3 separate regions of the Mus musculus genome follow, and regions 1 and 2 are each linked to region 3. Evidence: chromatin contacts called from public Hi-C and promoter capture Hi-C data. All regions are on one chromosome and are shown on one strand. The core of a region is the stretch at or near the end of the contact, and the rest is flanking DNA. Distances in the headings are between cores, read along the strand shown.

Evidence for each region. Promoter capture Hi-C pulls out the DNA fragments that hold promoters and counts their contacts. Hi-C and Micro-C count contacts between places; a contact is called where the count stands out from the background.
Region 1: a Hi-C map of regulatory T cells shows a contact between it and region 3, with 4 times the contacts expected there. The contact joins the promoter of Gtf2a1 here to the promoter of Galc in region 3. A contact is called at or near these places in 7 of 39 promoter capture datasets (the HPC-7 cell line, cranial neural crest, frontonasal cranial neural crest and 3 more) and 14 of 484 Hi-C or Micro-C datasets (B cells, CD4 T cells, CD8 T cells and 6 more).
Region 2: a promoter capture Hi-C map of pre-B cells shows a contact between it and region 3. The contact joins the promoter of Sel1l here to the promoter of Galc in region 3. A contact is called at or near these places in 2 of 39 promoter capture datasets (cranial neural crest and pre-B cells) and 4 of 484 Hi-C or Micro-C datasets (B cells, CD4 T cells, CD8 T cells and 1 more).

The regions. Positions count from the first base shown.
Region 1 is chr12:91,587,910-91,591,110 of GRCm38.p6, forward strand. It overlaps Gtf2a1 (general transcription factor II A, 1), which reads right to left and starts at 1,740. Exons shown (of 9, transcript NM_031391.2): 1 at 1,626-1,740. The coding sequence starts at 1,655.
Region 2 is chr12:91,847,456-91,850,801 of GRCm38.p6, forward strand. Sel1l (sel-1 suppressor of lin-12-like (C. elegans)) reads right to left here and starts at 1,702. Exons shown (of 21, transcript NM_001039089.1): 1 at 1,504-1,702. The coding sequence starts at 1,576.
Region 3 is chr12:98,258,162-98,261,645 of GRCm38.p6, forward strand. It overlaps Galc (galactosylceramidase), which reads right to left and starts at 1,298. Exons shown (of 17, transcript NM_008079.4): 1 at 974-1,298. The coding sequence starts at 1,168.

The sequences.
Region 1 (3,201 bases), core at 490-2,989, 6.7 Mb before region 3:
ATTGTGAGCACAGATCTCACAGGGGAGAGTCAGTCACTATTTCTTTGAAAAGCTTCATGCCTTGGGTATTAAGAACACACCACCAAACTCAAGTCCTCCTCCGGAAACATTTAATGTACAACGCATTTTTTTTTTAAGCCGAGAATGTTGACCGTATCTCCTCCAAGGGGGCGGGTGGGGGGGAGGAAATCATTTTATCTGATCTAAAACGATTTAAAATGAAACTCTTATAAAGGGAAGGGAGAAAGAACAAAACGAGGCTGCAATTCTGGCCTACTTCCCACTACAAACAAAGGCAGTACACTCTAGCGGCCACAGCAAAACACTCGGGTCCGTGACAACAGCCTCCCGGCTCCGGAGCGAAATCTCGGCGTGAAAGGAGCCTAGAAATAAAATGAGCTCCGCACGCCGGCTCCTCTCGCCTCGGGAGCACGCACCTCCCAGCCCCGCGCTCAGCAGCTCTCACTATTTAAAGCCGGATCTGGTGTTTAAATGGAGAGGCGGTGACGTAGGCCTGAAAAGCACCTTCCCATCCTGGCAGAGTCTATATTAGAGAGCGGCAATGGCTCTATATAAACAGGGCAGCCAAAGGGAGGAGGACCACAAGGCGCAGGCACTGAAAAGCAGGGTAAGCGGCCGCAGCCATGATGGATCGACCCGAGTCGCCAACGGTATAGTGTCGGGCAGCCGCAGGCTGCTCTGCGGCGTTTGGGACCGGGCAAAATGAAAAAAAAAAATTTTTTTTAAAAATAAACAAACAAAAAAACAAATATTGTGCTTTATTGTCATAAAAAGAAATCAAGAGATGGGGTGGCCTAGTGATCACATTGCGTTGGTGACTCTTTTAAAAGGTTATTTTTATGTGACTGCTTTTTGCAAACCTACGTGATCGCAAGTAACCAAAAAAAAATTTTTTTTTGCTCCTTTTTAAAAAAGGGAGCAACGGGAAGAAGTAGGCAAATCTCGAGGCGAAAGCGGGGACTCTTGGGCCATTCATGTAGGCTTTGTTTGTTCTGGTGCTTAGGCTAGTCGAAGATACCGCGGGGGTTTTGCTTCCCCTTCGCCATTTTACCCACTGGGGAGGAACCGAGATAAGTGCTTTCCAACCTTCATAATTTTTTTGTCTTTTTTTTTTTCTTTCTTTCTTTCCTTTCGGAGGATTAGTAAAATCGGCCCCAAAGGAGGCTCTCCCAAAGCACCACCTCCGGAGAGCCCCCGAAGGCACGCCCGGCCTCGGCGGTATCCGAGAGGCTTCCCCAGACGCGGGGCTCGACCCGCAGCCGCTCGCTCGGGGACTGGCCGGGTCCGGGTCCCCGCGTGGGGCCATCGCCCGCCCGTCCGCGCCCCGGGGTCGGCAAGCCAGGGCCCCAACGGCCTGCGTGGCCCGCCCCGCGGCGCTCCCGGCCCCCGCCGCCCTCCTCCCGCCAGTCCTCGGCGTCCCCCCCGCCCGGCCAGGCCCGCGGCGGGCAGCGGCGGCGGTGGAGGGCGGAGGGGACCCGGTCGGGAGCGCCGCCTCGCCCGGGCCCGCCCCCGCCCGCCCGCCCGTCCGTCCGTCCGTCCCAGCCAGCCGTTGCCTGCCGCCGGAACCTTCGCAGCCCCCGCCGGCCACCGCACCACGTCCTTACCACGGTGTTTGTGTTTGCCGAGTTCGCCATTTCCACACACAACACAAACAAGAGGGAACGAGATAGAAAGAAAGGAAAAAAAAATTTAAAAAAAAAAAAAAAAAGAAAAAAAAAAAAAAACAACTGAGACCCGGAGGGTGACCCAAGTCACCCGCCAAGAGTGGGGCAAAAAAAAAAAAATCTCTCAACAAAACCGATCCAGAAGGAGTAAGAGGCGGGAGAGCAGGAGGAGGGGGGCACTCCTCCCGCAGCTAAAAACCTCGAGAATCGCCTAAAGAAAAAAGAAAAAATGGGGGAAAAAATTAGCCACGACCCCTTAGGGGGTTAGGGGGCGTCACCCGCTCCCCACTCGGCGCCGAGGAGGGAAACCAACACCGGTCACCGCTCCCCGCGCCACCGCTGCCGCCACCGGCTGCAGCTCCAGCCGTCCGGTCCGCCTGCTTCTCCCCTTTATATAGCGAGCCAACGAGCTGCGCGAGCCGCCGCCGCCGCCGCCGCCGAGAGACAGGGCGGAGGGAGGGAGGGGCGGAAAGGGCGGGGGCAGCGGGGGGCGGGGCCGAGCGCGAGACACCGCGAGAACCGCGTGCGCACGCGCGCCCGGGGCGTCGCCAGGTTTCTTTTCCCCCCCCTCCCCCCCGCCCCGGCTGGGTGGCCGGGTGGGCGGGGCCGCGGGCCTGGAGTAAAGAAGGCGCGCGCCGCGGCCTTTTCCCCACCCCCCTATGGCTCGCGCGATCACGTGGTCCGCACCCTGGCGGAAGCGGTCCGTGGCGGTGGTGGTGGCGACCGGTTGGACCGGGAGGCGTCCTCCGGAGGAGGCTGGGGTATTGAGGGAAGCCAGCGATCAAGGGTACCTAGCGCTGCGTCGGGTGGACGCGCAGCCGCTCCGGTGGAGCGGAGGAGTGGGAGTAGCCGCCGAAGCGATAGGCTTCCCCGGAGGATGGCTGCGGAGGGACGGCGGGTCACGTGGCGCGGCTTCCGGCTCCCGCGCGCTGGGGCTTGGGACAGTTTTTAAATGCGGAGTCATCTTTTGATTCGTGAGCTTAGGTCGGATGAGGAGGAAGTTCGCGCCTCTTGCAAAGGACAGACCTCGTGAAGTTGTGTATAAGTCCAAAGGCTAGGAAAGCTTTGTTCTCCCTCTGTCTACTTTACAGAATTAGGGACGCCTGTAGGTGTTTCCAGCCGTTTGTCTGTACAAAATTAAACTATTAGGTGGTTTGGCTAAAATGCCCCAAAGAGTCAGCCTCTACCAACTCAAAAGTACTTTAGATGACTTCTTAGGGTGGTAGAAATGACGAAAAAAGAAAAGGAACTCGGATACAACTACTACATATTTGACTCCCTGACATACATTACTGCTCTGTTTTTAATGTTACCAGAGTGCTGTGATTTGCACACTGGCCAGCACACAGTGACTAACCACATCTGAAACCCATGCCGTTGACTCATCAACTTGCCTGGCCTGTCCCAAGAGATCAGGCAGAGTCTGTTGGTATCTTGGAGTGCAATTCATCGGGAGTTTGACCTGGGACGTGCAAGCAAATTCTGCCTTTGTATCAATATTTTACGGAACAGATTC
Region 2 (3,346 bases), core at 452-2,951, 6.4 Mb before region 3:
TCTACTGTCCAGAGCTCAAAGTACATGCAACAGAGCTGACGGACGAGGCAGGAAAAACTGTTGTGTTCGAACAGCCTTTAAACTCTGCAGATGGGAATTTCAGAGGGATGTAAGTTATGCTATTTGATTACTGGAATCTTCGCGCTTCAGTGTGAAGAGTCACAGAGCTCGTTCATGTATGGGTATGTGGTATATTCTAGATCTAAAACTTAGCAAAACCCCAAGAGGAACTCAGCCCATCAGGTACTTTACCCAAGGCAAGGGCAGCTTCCACGGCATACTTCTTTTGAACAATACCCGCTAGAATTTCTGCCAGAGTCAAGTATTGTAGTCTTTAAAGAACTGCTCTTCAACACAAACTGTCATTTCAAATGAAGCAGGATCAACCTCAAGCATAATGCTGGCAGTAAAGTGGTTACCATATGCTTGCCACATTTGAAAGGGTGTCTCCAAACACACCGGAGACAGCATTTTGGTCTAACTCGATTTTAGAAGTAGGATGACATTATGGCTTTCATTTACAACTAGAACGGAGGATCTGGGGATTCAAATAACCATCTGGGGAAATTCGGGTTTTTTTTTGTTTTTTTTTAAAGATGACATTTACATTTTGCAGTGTTCCAGAAAAAAGTATAAAGCCACCCAACAGCTGTCTTGTTAAGCGAAACTGATTAAAAATCTCAAAGTCTTCCAGGAGTCAATGTTTATTCACTCTAAAACATCCTAAGTACGTTTAAGAGAAACATTTCTAAGACAGTAAGTTTTCTGATATAGGCAGATCAAAACATTAAAAAAGAAAATCCTTTGCAAAGAGGTAATGTAAGTCAGCTAGTCGAAAAATCAATTTAAAAGCACACGGCTTTTTGTACCTACAGAAAAGGGCAACATTATTTTCTATTAATTTTGAAAGAACTAAGTCTGTCTCAAAACCCATAAATAAAATGACTATCTACAAACTCAAAGACCATGGACACCGTGGCAGAGGTCACATTTTTCCCAGGACGCGGGGGACAAGTGACTACAATTATATCAGAGTTTTTTCTTTTAAAAACCAGACTAACAGATCAGGTGTTGAGCAATTCCTCCACTGTCAACATCCTAGTCCGGATGAACCCTGCTCTGCACAAAAGTGACAGCTCCAGGTATGTCAACTGCAAACCCCAGCGTGTCCCAGAGCCTGTGCACACATCACCTACGTGAAGGTAGAGGAATCTCTGAGGGTCTAAGCCAGCCGTCAGGAATCCCCTCCTAATTGGGCAATTCCTAATTCGTCAGAAGTCACCTAAAGTTTGCTGCGTGGGAGAGGTGTGGGCAGGGTGACCAGCCCTTCCTTATGTCCAGTTTCCTAAGCACCCTCTTCGGCCCAGGCTAACCGATGCCCAAGGCAAGAGCGAGTGACAGTCAGGGCGAGCAGTGCCCGAGACCGCTGAGCCCCGTGGCCCTGTCTCCACCGCGGTCGGGGGGCGGTGGCTCGGGGCCTGCTGCCCGAGGCTCGATACTGACCCGAGGTCGCGGCTGCCGAGCCCAGGAGCACCGCGCAGAGCAGCAGCAACGACAGCCTGACGCGGACCTGCATCCTGCTCTCGAAGGTCGAGAGCCCTCGCCGTCGCCGTCGCCGTCGCCGCGACCAACTCAGCCGCTGCCTCTGTGCCGCCGCCTCGCAGCCGCTCTTCCTGCTCAGGTTCCTTCTTCGCCCCTTCCCAGGCCTCCCTGGCCCAGAGCGCAGCCAATCCGCGCCCGCCGCTCCGTCCTCCTTGGCCAATGGCCGTGATCGCCCCACCCCACACATAGTCACGCCCCCTATGTCATCTTTTAGCCAATCATTGTGTACAGTTGTCATACCAGCTTTCCCGGTTGGACCACGGCCTCACCGACATGGCCCCAGCTAATTGGTAGCGCCTGAATCAGCGGCTCGAAGGCGGGGGAACCCTCATCCAGGACTACAACTCCCACCATGCACCGCACTAGATTTTTCTCGGCCGATGCTCTTGGGAGATGCAGTTTAGCATAAAGTCAGGTTAGAAGCCGCAGGTGGCTGAGGGCATAAGGAGTTTCAAGAAAATGATTCACTGGACTCTTGCGTTTGAACCAGAATAATTATCAAGGAACAGATATCAAACGGTTAAGAACTTGCAAGGTTGCTAAGTATTTCTTTTTAATTATTTTGAGAACTTGAACTGGACATGATATGAACGCTGAGAAATAAGCTATACCTGAACTGAAAATTTTAAATATTTAGTTAAAAAAAATACTTAAGTCTTAAAAAAAAAAAGCTTAGGTGAAGCAATACGTGAAGTTTACAGAGCCAGCAGTACAAGACAATGCCGCTTGTCATTTCCCTAATAAAACAAAAGGGAAGAAATTCCTACCAGTGGAGATTAGTTCAGCTCCTGTGATTGTTTTCACTAAGGCTTCCATATATATTAGCCACTCAATAAATGTTCTAACAGCTCTCCCAAACCCTTCAAACACTGGTCCTCATTCTTCTCTAGTGAAATATTGCAATGCTCTCTTTTTCCTTGACCAGAAAAGGGATTAGATGGTTTGTGTGGCCACAGAGGTGAGAGCCAAGGCACTTCAGGGATTGCAATAGTTATGTAGTAAGTACCGATGCACGCACAATCCCTTTGAGTGGCAGGGCAGCATCTTGATGCTTTTCAGTCTTCTTAATCAAATTGAATCCTTCTAAGATTTATTTTCCAGCACTGCATACAGAACTCAGCAGGGGGTTAGGGGGGAAAGTCTTTCCTGTCTCAGTGTCTTGACTTCTCTGAACACTTGTTTTCTATCTTTTTTGGCAGTCATTATTTTTAGGAAGATGTTAAAAAATTAGCTGCTGTACGTTTGCATCAGAGGGCATGGGGAACAGTTTCCCCCATGCCCCCCAACACCCCCTCAGTGTGTGTGTGTGCGTGCACCATGCGCATAAAGGTGTATAGGATGGAGGTTAATGTCAGGGTTCGTTCTCAATTGATCTCTACCTTCTCCACCTTATTTTTTGAGACAAGGTCTCAACATGGGCCTTGTTGATTCATCTAGCCAAACCCTGGTTTAACTAGGATGTCCCAAGGATTCTCATGTCTGCTCTGCCACAGTAATGGGATTCCAGGCCCATGCTGCTGTGCTTGCTTTTAAAAAACCTGGGTTCTGAAGGATGGAGCTAAGGTCCTCAATATTAGATCTCAGGGTGTCTGAATATTCAGAAATGAGCTCCAGCTGGACCACAGGAGGACTTCTGGTGGGTTGATAAAAGCCAGCATTCTTCAGAAACTTGTGAAATTGCTTTCCATCTGCCAAAAGGAATCATTTCTCATACCTCTGGCAGAAGTGACATACGGCTCTCCAT
Region 3 (3,484 bases), core at 48-2,547:
TTTTTTTAAAAAAGCCTTTACACTTAGATTTACTATCACAAAGATACCAAAAGGAGACGTTAAGGTTGTATAAGAAATATTGGCTATTTTAAATTTAAATAAACTGAGAATAGATTAGTTCATTATTACACACACACACACTGGGGTATAGAACTTTTTACTGCACTCCTAGCTTTTCGGTAGATCTAAAACTACTCTTAAGATTTCAATTTAAAAGCAAACCCACTTCCCAGTCCTGAGATCTTTGAGTCAACAAGAAATCACTCTCAAGACCTCATCTTTTGAGAATTAGCTGGTGTTTATTAACAAAGTCAGAATGGGAGAGGAAGACAACTTAAATTTTAACCAATGCACCTAATGATTCTTATGTGCCCTAACAGAGCCAGCATTCCCTCGTTCCAACACAGACACGCCACAGTTTCTGTTAGTGGATGAAGGTGGCCCTCTTTTAAAACAATATCCCAGATCGCTTCAGGCTTTACACAACTCTAAAGAGTCCAAGAGGTCTTACAGGGAGGGACGGGGTGCTAATCACTGTTCAAGAAGGGTCCCCAAACCCTGCCTATGTCTTCTGACTCACGGCTCCACCAACTAACTCCCTGGGAAGGAAGAGAACCCACCCCCCCCCCTCCCCAAAGCATCTCGCTGAGGCTTCGCAGTCCCTCTCTGGCTTTTTCCGGAGGCGACCCTTCCAGCGCGGCAAGGACAGCCCTGGCCGGCGATCCAGAACGAGGGCTCCCTCGAGCCCGGGCCACTTGACTGCAGCAGACGCCTGTCCCCTCGAGACGCCTGGCTCCCCATTGCAATCTAACCGCCAGCCCGGGTTCATCTCACCCCGGCGCGCGGGGAAGCGGCGTGCGCTCGCCCGGCAACGCCGCGGGGGCTTGTGGGAGGGGGCGGCCCCGGCGGTCCCTGCGGTCCCTGCGGTCCCTGCGCCGCACCGCACTCCTGCCTCCCGCCAGCCCGCGCTCACCCCGCCGCCGCTGACTGCGCCGATGCCATCGAACTCCCGGCCCAGCCCGTCGGAGTCGTCTAGCACGTAGGCGCCACCGGGCACTAGCAGCGCACACAACAATAAGGGCACCGCAACACGGCTCGCCGAGCCCGCGGCGGCGGTCATGACTTTTGCTTGGCGTTGCTGGGAAGCCTTAGGTTGGCTGTTAGCCATTGTGCGGGTCACGCGACTGTGGCGCCCGGGGAGGCGGGCCCGATCGCCTCCCTGAGGAAGAAGAGCGGGCGGCTGAGGAAGCTTTCGCCATCTTAAGTGAGGGCTGCGGGCTGTCCGCGCAGCCGCTGTTGTGTTGAGCTGGGGGGGCGGGGTGGGGGGCTGGTTGAGCGAGCTTTGCCTTGTCACTTCTGTGTCAAAGAGGCGGGACCGGTCTCTGCGTGTAATTACTTAGTGACCACTCTTCCTACCTCACCTGATGGATCATCTTAGAAAACGGGAAGTGAATGGTCAACAACGGTCAAAAGAGGGCTTTGAGTGGTCCTACTCTAGCCGAGCATTCCCAGTAGGAAACAGCAATGAGGACCTGGCTTTAAGCGCCCCCAGTTAAGCGGTCACCTTGGTTGAGTCGCTTGGCTTGAGGACCCTGAATTTTTCTAAACCACCGTGAGACCAGAACAGCAAGTCAGGGAACTCCGGATAAGATAAAAGTAAGATAATAGGCACTCGGGAAGTCATAATTGTGCACTTATATACACTTAGCAAATGCTAGCTGACAAAGTTTGTTCGATTGAGTAGTCTGCTATATCCAGGTCTTTTAGCCTTAAAAGAGTTAATATGATTACTCGTCCAAAATGTTGCTATATAGTAATTTGAATTGCGAGACCTAAAAAATACAATAGGTTCAGAATACTCGGACCTTTATTCTGTTTCTTGAATAAAAAATGACTATGAAAATCACTTATGAAAGATGCCCTGACTTACATAGAGGAAGTGGTAATGTTTGCCAACTCCTGTTACAGTAACCCTTGCCTTCCTATTCACTTCTCTACCCAGTTAAATACCCTGGCAGGTGCATCCAACCTGTGCCTGAGACCACATGGAGCAGATGATTGCTATGAAAGCACCCTACCCCAAAATTGTACATAAACTTAACTCAAGACATTCTGTGACTTTTTATGATTAAAATAGTCAACTGTGCAGACCTCAAGTGTGAAGTCTATAGCGGACAACATAGTGTCAGGATAAGAAAAGGTTGGACGTGCCTGCTGGCAGCTTGTGTTCTTAGAACTTGTTCCATCTACCAGTCTCACCTTGAACTCAGAGAGTTCTGCCTGCCTCTGCCTCTCTGCCTCTCTGCCTCTCTGCCTCTGCCTCTCTGCCTCTCTGCCTCTCTGCCTGCCTCTCTGCCTCTCTGCCTCTCTGCCTCTCTCTCTGTCTCTCTGCCTGCCTCTCTGCCTCTCTGCCTCTCTGCCTGGCACATTTTACAACCTAAATTGCTCCTGATCAGATTCAGCATGTTTATCATTAACTGTTTGTTTGTTTGTTTGTTTGGGGGGGGGAGTCTTCAATTTCTTAGGGTATGCCCCTGTGCCCTGTAACTTAAATTTATGTGCTTCATCCATCTAGTCTGTCACAGCAGTTTAATTCTTAGGACCCAAGGATGACAAAGGTGAAATTATGCTTCCTCGAAACAATCATAAGCTACCTTCCACTGTCAGTAAGACTGATGTGATAGGAAAGTGAACTGTCCTGAGAATTTAGATTCCCCTAATTTTGTAGAAATCAATCTCTCTCTCTCTCTCTCTCTCTCTCTCTCTCTCTCTCTCTCTCTCTCTCCCCCTTTAGTAGAAAGCATACAATAAGCTGAGTTTCCCACCCAAGCCCCTGAGACACCAGAGTGGCAAGGAGAAGACACAGGACAGGCCCTGGGGCTTAAGAGATCATAGGCTTTGCATAACTATCTTTGGAATAAGTTGTGCTCCCCCTTAAAGACAAACCTAAATCTGTGTTTCAAGACTACTGTCTTCAGTACTTTTACTCGGTGCTGTAACAATTGTACTATGTGCTAAAGAACTTAAAGACAGAAAGGTTTGTCTTGGCTTACAGTTGGAGGGTGCAATCCTTGGCAGGAGAGTCATGACAGCAGTACCCCGAGACACCTGGTGGTGTTGCATCTCCAGTCAGGAAATCCAAGAGAGGTGAACATGCTGGCATTCAGTTTACTTCCTTCTTTTTGTTCCATCCAGGACTTATGACAGCTTCCCTCTTCAGATAAGTCTTTCAGGGAAGACCTTCATAGACACGCCCAGAGGTGTGTTTTGTGGTGATTCTAAATTCAGTCAAGTTGATAATGAAGATTAACCACCACAAACACAAATATGGGAAATTATATGAAAGGATAAAATCAAACCATTGTCTTTCTGAGCAATACTATACCTGTGTTCATTCCTCTTTCTCCTCCTCCTCCTTCTTCTTCGTGTGTGTGTGTGTGTGTGTGTGTGTGTGTGTGTAGACCAGTGGTTCAAAGCAAGTGGC